2 separate regions of the Mus musculus genome follow, and region 2 is linked to region 1. The links are chromatin contacts, called in public Hi-C maps. All regions are on one chromosome and are shown on one strand. Each heading gives the region's core, a stretch centred on a gene start, on an enhancer-like site or on the middle of the called end of the contact. The rest is flanking DNA. Distances are from core to core; before and after follow the strand shown. Region 1 has its middle 59 kb from the start of Runx1. Region 2 has its middle 17 kb from the start of Gm30474.

Region 1 (4,700 bases), core at 91-2,590:
TTAAAATCTTCTATTTCTAACAAAGTTCATTATCATTGTATGGAATATTATCCATTTCTTACTATTATTTGATTAATATCATTTGCACACTATATTCACACAATGTGCATGATCTCCAGGAAACTGCATTTCAATCTGAAATAGAAAATCAAATTCTGTTCTGAGAATAATCAGGAAGAGGAATACTGGGTGGTAGTTGTCACCGTATGCTCAATGGACATCAGCCATCTATAATGTCCTGAGCTCCATATTATATGTTTTGGGCACAGTGAAGAATGTTTCTCTATTGACCTGAACCCATTGAGCCTGATTTTAAGTGAGGAGTACAAGTATGCACATGAGCAATATAAAAATTAGCCCAGGAGCTATGCACAACAGAGATAACTGGTCACCAATGGGCGTCATCTCTCTCTAGGCCTTTGATGGTAGAGCTCTTAAGTTGCCAAGGTTCAAAATTGCTTATGCAGCAACATCTTAAGAGAGAGGGGATCTTCCTTTGAACCCATACTTCCTCATACGCTCTAGATGCTGGCCACCATTAAGTTACACACACTTGACTGATTTTGTGTAGGGGTAGCTCTGGGTCAAGGTCATGATCCTATTACTAGGAGATGCTCAGTACAAACCCCGTCATTTGTGGCTTCATGGTGAGAACAATGTCATTACACATGGTACCTGGCCTTCTATCTTTCTAAACATGTCTTTCCATCGTGTGTATTTGTGTGTGTGTGTGTGAGAGAGAGAGAGAGAGAGAGAGACTCTGTATGCAAATGCTAACAGTAAAGTGTGTATTTATGTTTGTGCATATGTTTGTGTGGGTCTCCATTTGTGTATATGTGTGTAGTTTGTGTGTGTCTCCATGTGTCTATATGTGTGTATGTATATGCATAGTGAGCAGTTTCCTGAGGTCAACACCAGTCCTTCTACCTAATTCTACAAGTTCAATTATGCCTGGTCCCGCAATGCCAGCTCCGTCACCATCTACAGTTTGATCAAAAGCACAAAGGGTTCTCAGAGTACTGAGAGGAAGACCTTTGGGAGGGACTTATTTGGATAATTCAAGATTCTGACACTCAGGGGACCCTTGGTAACTCGACATCGATAACAGCTACAAACAAGCCCTGACAAGGCTGTGAGAAGACTCAGCCTCTGAGTATGAACATGCACACCATGGTCTTAGAAATACACTTTCCCGTCTGCTGTCGAAACACACGAACCATCTGAGAGCAAGCGAAAGAGAGAACGCATCGTTCCCACCACCTGATCTTCATTAGGTGGCCAGCGCTGCAAGCTGGCCTGTGTGCTGACATCAGTGGGGTCCGGCTGCCGGCAGATAAGTGGGAGCACATGGTACCGGCAAGATAAGACTCTGGTGGCCTGGGACAGATGTGAGCAGCCAGGCTCTTGCAGGGGGCCTCTGGGAAAAGCCCTGTTATTCTGAGCATTGTTCACACTTGCTAACAACTTGCCTTGAATGGGGCTTTCGACATGTTTCTTCCTTCAGCTCAGCGCTATCTGCCAGTTGTTAGTGTGGGCTATAGCCCGCACAGCAGCTTCCTGATGCTGTCAGCACAACAGGAAAGAGGCAAGAACTGAGAGTGATTTATAGGCCTGCGCTGACATAGCCTCAGACCGGTGTGAGCCCAGCCCTGAGCATTAGGCCAGTGCTAGCTGCCCCTACTTCTGAAAAGTGAGTTGTTCAGAGAGGGGAAGACCCATGTAGTGTTTCCAGGGAAAGATGAATAACAGAATAGGATGTGTGGTTGGCTCTCTATGTGTGGCTGAGCTACTGAGAAAAGTTCTATGGGACACTGCCATCCTAGGCTATCTGGTTATGTACACAGGCCAGAAAGACAGCCTTGTCTGATATTTCTTAGGCATCCTCCACATTGATTTTTAGACAAAATCTTTCATTGGCCTGAAACTCACCAAGTAGGCTAGTTCAGTAAACAAGTGTTAAATTGACTGGAGGAAGTGCTTTCCTTGGCAAATCAATCTCTTGAGATTTCAATACCCTTAATCTGAACACACATTGTATGGACCACCTGGAGAGACACATGCCAGCTAAACCTCCTGCCACTCTGGAGGGGGCATTTGGTGGCTCCTCACAGGAAACACAAAGATGATGGGATGCATTCTAAGTACAGAGCAAGGGTGGCATGGAGTAAAAGTCACACTATCCTGATGGGTCTAATTCAAGCCCATGCATGACATGCGTGCTAAGAGGGGAACATTCTGCAAACAAGTTAAAAGCAGATGGAGAGGATCCTGCAGGGAAATGTACAGAACGCATTCTGAGCAGGTCAAGCTGAGCCTCAAAGAACTGTTAGGATTTAAGACCATATAGCTCTTGGGAGGAAGCTCTGTCCATTGAGCATCATCACACAAACACAAGGACCAGTTCCCATCATCATCACCCACATGCAAAGCTGGCTGGGGGGGGGGGCTGGTGTAATCCCAGCATCAGGGAAGACAGAGACACGAGCAGCTTTGGGAGCCTGGTCACCCAACCCAGACCCCTGAGCAAGCTCTAGGCCCCAGTGAGATAACGTGGTTCAAAAGGACTGGGTCTAAAGCTCGTGCAGAACAATGCTAGTGTTAACTTCCTGTTCCAAAGAAATGCACATACAAACCTACAAGCATGCCCGTGTGCGCTCACACACACACACACACACACATATGCACACACATATACACACATACATGCACACATGAATGCAACACACAGAGGCACACAGAGACAGAGACAGAGAGACAGAGAGAGAAAGCAAGAGAGAGATTTAATTTTATTTTAATGGTGATGTGTGTTTATAGGTAACATTAAAAAATTCAGAACAGAACAAAAAAGGAGAATGAAATTCCCTAAAACCTCGCTGTTCTGAAACAACCACTGTGGGGCTTCATTTCTGGAATCAGTCTTTAGTTTCCATCCAATATCTAAACAGTGAACAGCCCATGTTCATAGAAGATTATATGTTACCAAGACTTTTCTGTTTGGTTTTGGGACAGAATCCCACACACCCCTTGGCTGTTCTGAACCTTGCCACATAGCCAAGGATTAATTTGGACTCTTGGTTCTCCTACCTCAACCTCTTGAGTGCTAGGTTTACAGGCATACATCTCCACACTCAGATAGCACAGATTATATTCTAGTACCTTTGGGTTACTGTTGTGTGGCCATATCACTGTGTGTGCAGTGGCCCATTCCATGCAAGCACTTGTTCTCTGCATATTGTCACGGGGATGCTGATGTCTGCTCTGTGAATTTCTCTAGCTCCCTCTTTGGTTGCAACTACAATCACATCAAGGTCTTTTTGACAAAGGAAATTATAAGGAGAGTTGTGTTCAAGGACAGCGTTACTCTCCAGTGTCCATTTGTTTATGGAAGAGTGCAGGACCTAGAGAGGGGACTTATGATGGGCTGTTCCTCCATGATGATGGCAGGCTGTGGGTGACAGGCTACAAGGATGTGTATTCGTGGGATGGCCGCAGGGAGGTTGTGATCAAAACAAGGCGAAAGATTGATGTAATGGGAAGGTGTTAGAGGCCGTGTGCTGGTTAGGAATGATGTCAGCTGTGGGTGGCAGTCAACACATAAAAGATGAAAACAGTAATGAGCTGTTGGTCAGAGGTGTCCTGGACACCCACCCCCAACAGCACAGGTTGTTGTCACTGTTTCTTGGTTGCTGAAGACATCATTCCCATTTGACACAGGCCATGGAGAAGTCAAGTTGGTACCAACAAGGAGGCTTCTCCCCTAAGGTCCTCTCATAGCATGGGAAGGGGCCTGCAAGCTGGTGTGTGTGCAGGGTGGGTAGTTATCAACAGACTTCCCCAGCTGGAAACCCTACGGACTACAGAAATGACTCAGGTGTATCAGCCTGTGCCTGTTTGTGCAGTAGCGGCGCAGATGTTATGGAGATTAGCAACTGTTTTCTGGTTGGATGTAAGGCCTACCCTATAGAAGGAAACCTATGTCTAGTACAGACCTGTAGTATCTAACCAAGAACATACAGTCAGGGAGCCTAGTGCATCCAGTAGTAAGCCTACTCCTGCTACTACTATTCTTCAAAATGGACAGAGTGGGAAATTGCCCTCTAAATCCACATCTCTCTATCCACAGACCATTTGCTCAGCTCTCAGACTTCATCGGAGAAGTTTCATTGTACAGTGGAAGATAGTTAACATCCACTATCCACTTTCAGAAGCTTACGACTGCCTAAAGTGCAGGGAACGAGTACCAGCCGAGTACTCAGACACAAACAGGGCATCCATATCCTCCATCCTGAAGGATCAGGAACCATCAAGAAAGAGGGGAGAGAATGGCTGTTGGAGCCAGACAACAGGGAAGAGCAGAGTGAAGCAGTATGGTCTCAGCGTGGCTGGACTGCTGTGTTCATGAATGCATAATAGCTGGGGTTTTCTGAAGAAGATTGGAGCAAGAAGATCAAGCCAGTCAACAGTCCAGCATGGAGTGGGGTGGGGTTCATGAGCCCTCGCTTCTAACATAGGAGCTATGGACAGTTGACAGCGTCTGAGGGAGGGAAAGTCAGTTTTCTTTAAGGGTGTGGTCCTGGTAGGTCAACCACCCTCCAGTGGATGGATCCACTCCTAGAAAAATATGGGCAGTACCATTTGGACTCATTGGGTTATTTAAAAAAAAAAAAAATAAAGGTCATGAAGTAGCTGGGGGGGCGGGT
Region 2 (5,069 bases), core at 2,526-5,025, 270 kb after region 1:
TTGCACTGTCTCTGTATTTTAGGTCATGCTCAAGCCACTCAGCCCTCCACCCTCACCCTGTGTGTGTCATGTCCTGTTTCCTCACAGACCACCTCAGTCACAAGGTCATGGTAGCTGTCACCTCATCCACACCTACCCAGGGCATTGCAGGTACAGCTTTGGACTTCTTTCTCCTCTACATCATTCTCCCCTCCAGCCTATGACTGTCTGGGCAGCTGTCAAATGACATCTTCTCTTCACTTCTGATCCCTGCTACCTGGGAATAAAATCTGAACTATGCTTCATCTCCACACTTAACTGTAGAGATGAGTGGACCTCAGCCGAGGCCCTGTTAGCCCTCTAGGCACTTCTGTGGTCCAGAGCATGCCTGCAACTGTCTTCTTTGATTTTTCCTGCCTCCTCCCTCTCTCTCTCTCTCTCTCTCTCTCTCTCTCTCTCCTTCTCCCCCTCCCCCTCCCTCTCCCTCTCCCTCTCCCCCTCCCTCTCCCTTCTCCCTGCCCTCCCCCTAGCTCTCCCTCTCCCCCTCCCCCCACCCCTCTCCCTCCCCCTCCCCCTCCCCCTCTCCCTTTCCCCCTCCATCCCCATCCCCATCCCCATCCCCATCCCCATCCCCATCCCCATCCCCATCCCCATCTCCATCTCCATCTCTTGTGTGTTGCAGAGATATATTACCCTGGTCTCACCTCAGCAATAGCCTGGCATCAGCTGAAGCATCTGTCAGAAGGAGATAAGGATGGTTTCACAACAAGAACGATCAGCCACTCTGGCAATCTTTCCCCTTCACTGCCTTCTGGGACCTCCTAGATAAAGGCTGCTCTTCTGCTTTGTGAAGCAACCACAGAACATTTCCCTCTCCCTCAGATAGCTCAGAGCCATGCTCCCCAAGACATCCATTTAGGCACTGGTGATATTTTCCTTATTTGAAGCCTTCTTTTCATCATGTGGTGATGCCATTTAATCTTTATGTCCATCTCTATGTTTGAACTTAGTCCTTAAATATAAGGTCATTCAAGTAATCAACACAGCAACAGCTCAAAAGCAAGTGAGCTTGGTCTATCTGGTAGACACAAACATGCCTCACACAGTGTGTGGTGCCTCTTGGCTGCAGGTCTGGCGAGTTCCATGTTGCAGTGAACACGTTCACAGCTAAAACAAAGCAAGGCAAGGTCAAGAGGTAGCCTGGGAGAGTGGGAAGAGGAGGGTTTTGTCCAGGTTTCTACTGCAAAAACACAACAGTAAAGACTGCTCTCTGAAAGATGAAGGGACGTGCACAGCATCGCCAGGCCTCAACCTTAGCATCTTTATCTCCATAGCAGTCATGAGAGTGACTGTCAAAAACATCTGTGTCAACCCATGGCTTAATGTCAGAATGGCTGGCCCGCAGTGCGGGGGTTTAGCCTGTGTTAGGCAGGATAAAACTGAGGCACAAGGAACTTAGGTGAAGTGACTGTGTTGGCCGTATGATGAATGAATGAGCCAAAGGTGAACCATAGGTGGGTTGGCCCAGACTCTCCACTTACATTCACCTGAAAAACAGGCAGGGCTCAGCAGCAAACGTGTGAATGGCTGCAAGTGTCTGTGTACCCCAGAGAGACCTTTGTAGCAGGAGTCTGAGGGAGGCATGATGGATGCACAGGCCTACACGGAGCGCCCACACCACTTCACCTTTAATGAGGAACTGGTGGACCTAGAGCAATGGCCGGGGCTCCCTTTTGCTCTGTGAAATAGTTGCGTGATCCCGTGAAAAGGAAAGGAAATTAGTAACAGTGCATTGGACAGTATGCTATTCTAATTTGCAAAAAATTATCTAATGAAGAGTTTGTCTGGTGTCGGTTTATATGCCAAGCACTGTGCAACGGAGAACGGGAAACTCTATATACACTCTGCATTCGACAGAGGCCTTACTTGCTGAGCAGAGCAGGTAGGAACTGAAGACAAGAAACCAACACGGCTGATTCAGGCACGGTGTCAGACTCTGCAAGGCTAAGAGTGTAAGAGAAACAGGAAGCCTGAAGAGTCTGTCTGGCTCAAATGGTCCCTTTCAGCGTTGGTTTTTAGCTTGGTGAAGAGGAGATATCACTGATTCAGAAGTCAGGCTAATGAAGAAGGCACAGTGCATCTTCATCGCATGTGCATGCATTCGAAGCTTAAATGTTAGGTTACTTTGGATAGCAATCCTTGAACAAGAAGACACCTGGTGGTTTTGCATCCTGGGCATCTCAACCCAGGATACGATAGTGAGGACCACTCTTCCACACCCTCAAACCTGACGTCACCTCACACAACTCTCATGGGAGACCTGAAAACAACCCCAGGGACTCAGGCCTCAGATGACATCGGGGGGGCTCCAAAAGCCGGAAGAGCTTTGCCTCTGTGGAGTCCAGATCCCGTTTTGCAAGCTTCAGAGCCACAGAATAGCTCTTCCAGCACCCTGTGCATCTGTCAGGCAGGTTTTGAAAAAAAAAATTGAAACTGCAGTAAGTTATGAGTCACAATAGTGATATTTTACATGAACTCAATGTAGTGACATCCAAACTCTTAAATTGAGTAGGGAGGCCTTAAAGGGGCTTGCAGGAATACCTTAGATGTCGCCCTTGGTAGACTAATAGAGAATTGTGACCTTTGGACTCTGAAAGTATGCAAGAAATCAAATTTAAAAGTCATTTTAATTCTTTCAGAAGGCCACCAGAAACTTCTAACAAGAATCATTACCCACAGCTATATATGTTCTATTCTCTGAATAATGAAATTACCGGAGACTTCAAGGATACAAGTGTCAAATCACCAACAATTTTGGAAAATATATTAAGCTTCCTTATGTTGTAAATAACACTGTCTTAAATGCAATTTACAAAGCTAAAACTGTACTCAAAACGGCAGTGTCTCATCAAAATACATTTTTCTTTCTTCCTTAAAAGCAGAGGGACCCATCCGAACTCAATATACATTTGAAGCTTTGCATGGTCATTATGGAAATAAACTGTGAACTGTCCTGGCTTTGGTGCCAACATGCTGCCTCCCAGGCTTGCAAAACGAAATCTGGTAAGTTAAATAAATTACAGGAAGAATATTCTGTCTTAGAAAATAAACACACACACACACTGTCGTTGCTCTGATGAAAGTGTTGCCCATGTGTTGATAATGAGGGAGAAGTGATGTTATACTCGGTTTAGGCAAAATAAAAACGCGGTGTCAGTGGCACAAACTTAAAATAGCCCCAAGTACCCACAGAATTGCAGGGGGTCCACACACTACCTGACTTCCTCTCAGAGAAAGCTCTGGAGATCACGGCCATTTGGAGAGGCTCTGGAGTGACCAGAACACAGCTTCACTTCAGAGCACCCCAGGAGACACTATCTCTGAATTCCAATAAGCATGGTCTCTGAAGATGAGTCCTCTAAGCTAAGGAACTCTTTATGGAGATGGTAGCCGGGATGATGGCATTCCACGCCTAAGTAATCTCACCGCCAAGCAGTGCGTTCTCAAGAATACACTTACATCACGAAGTGTTCTCACTCAGAAAGCTATTTAATGCTCTGAGATGCTCCGGCCCCTCCCCACTCAACCCTGCCTTTCAGCGTCTAGTTTGTCTTCGCACAAGAAGGCTGTGCGTGTCCGCACCAGCCATCAGAGGCAGCCCTGCCCGCTCCTGTCCAAATAGGAACGGGGAGCTAGGATGTGGCTGGAAACAGCAAATGACTTCTTACTGAAGAAGATGCATTGTGGTGCAGATCGGGAAGGGAAAATAGAGCACCCCCTGAACCGGTGACTAATCGTGCAGGGCAGACATAACAAGCAGCAGGCTGCGAGGAGACTTATGAATCACAGGGCAGAAAGGAATCCATCTAAGTGGAGAAAATAAATTCTCTAAACCGACAACTAGCAATTCAAAAAAAAAAAAAAGTCCTAAATACAAGCTAACATTTTTCTACCCCAGAGAAACGACAGCCATCGAGCTTCTTATCGAGTGTCTTATGTGTTCATATACAAGTCTGAAGTTAAAAAAAAAAGTTCCAAATGGTTGTTTTTTTCAAGCACCTCAGTCCTGGTGAATAAGGATTTAAAAGTCATTTTTGAAAGACAGCGTGGGGCAGTAAGAGCATGGGGGGGGGGGGCTATTTGCCCTGTACTGAAACCACTTCAGAGAATACCTTGACTAGTTAGTTTTATAGACTTTTTTTTTTTTTTTTTTTTGGTTTTTCGAGACAGGGTTTCTCTGTGTAGTCCTGGCTGTCCCGGAACTCACTTTGTAGACCAGGCTGGCCATGAACTCAGAAATCCGCCTGCCTCTGCCTCCTGAGTACTGGGATTAAAGGCGTGCGCCACCACGCCCGGCATTATAGACTTTTAAATGTGTTATTTACATTGATTCTTAACACTCGAAGGGGAAATTAATAAATTGAGTGAGAAACTGAACCAAGAGTTCTCAAGAATCCTCGCACGGAAAGAGTGGGACTAAGATTCCCTCTGTTGGGACCGTGAGAAAGGAACACGCTGCTTCAAACTGGTGTCACTCGCTTTCTGCTGCTTCATGACACATGCAAGTAGCCGGGTCATCTGTCACTCCCTGCCAGCTCAGAACTCCACCTTCTGGAACCAACCAACTGCGAGCATGCTTTATTCTGAACCCAGGAAAGCTGAGAAAGGCCAGAAGACACGGAGCCTCCAGCAGGTCCACAGGGCCAGTTCACATGATTCTGTCAGCTATATATTGCTAGAGATTTTATCATTTAAAAACCAAAAGATATATTTATTTTACTTATGTGAGTACACACCAGAAGAGAGCATCAGATCCCATGCAGATGGTTGTGCACCAGTGTGTAGTTGCTGGGAATTGAACTCAGAACCTCTGGAAGAAAAGCCAATGCTCTTAACCCCTGAGCCATCTCAAGACTTTGGCATTTTATAGCCAGTCACAGCTAAGTGAAAGCTGAGTAGGTGCTTGCACAGCAAGCATGAGGACCGGGGTTCGATCCCCAGAACCCACTGTTAAGGAGCTGAATGTGGTGGTGCAAACTTGTAATCCCTACACTGGGGGAAGGGGGACATGGAGATTGGCAGATCCCCAG

The links. A called contact is a pair of places that touch in the nucleus more often than the background predicts.
Region 2: a contact with region 1 is called in a Hi-C map of the G1E-ER4 cell line, with 1.8 times the contacts expected there. The contact joins two enhancer-like sites. A contact is called at or near these places in 1 of 15 datasets of contacts at CTCF or cohesin (the G1E-ER4 cell line), 8 of 484 Hi-C or Micro-C datasets (the G1E-ER4 cell line, the HPC-7 cell line, bone marrow-derived macrophages and 1 more) and 3 of 115 datasets of contacts at active chromatin or transcription factors (the HPC-7 cell line, large pre-B cells and microglia).

The regions. Positions count from the first base shown.
Region 1 is chr16:92,882,596-92,887,295 of GRCm38.p6, forward strand. No RefSeq gene overlaps it. Among named protein-coding and RNA genes, the nearest start is that of Runx1, 59 kb to the left of the region's middle. Within about 2 kb of position 1,341, at least 61 of the 459 cell types and tissues checked have an H3K27ac peak or open chromatin away from gene starts, as enhancers often do. A contact at or near this core is called in the G1E-ER4 cell line, where this site is marked.
Region 2 is chr16:93,146,941-93,152,009 of GRCm38.p6, forward strand. No RefSeq gene overlaps it. Among named protein-coding and RNA genes, the nearest start is that of Gm30474, 17 kb to the left of the region's middle. Within about 2 kb of position 3,776, at least 35 of the 459 cell types and tissues checked have an H3K27ac peak or open chromatin away from gene starts, as enhancers often do. A contact at or near this core is called in the G1E-ER4 cell line, where this site is marked.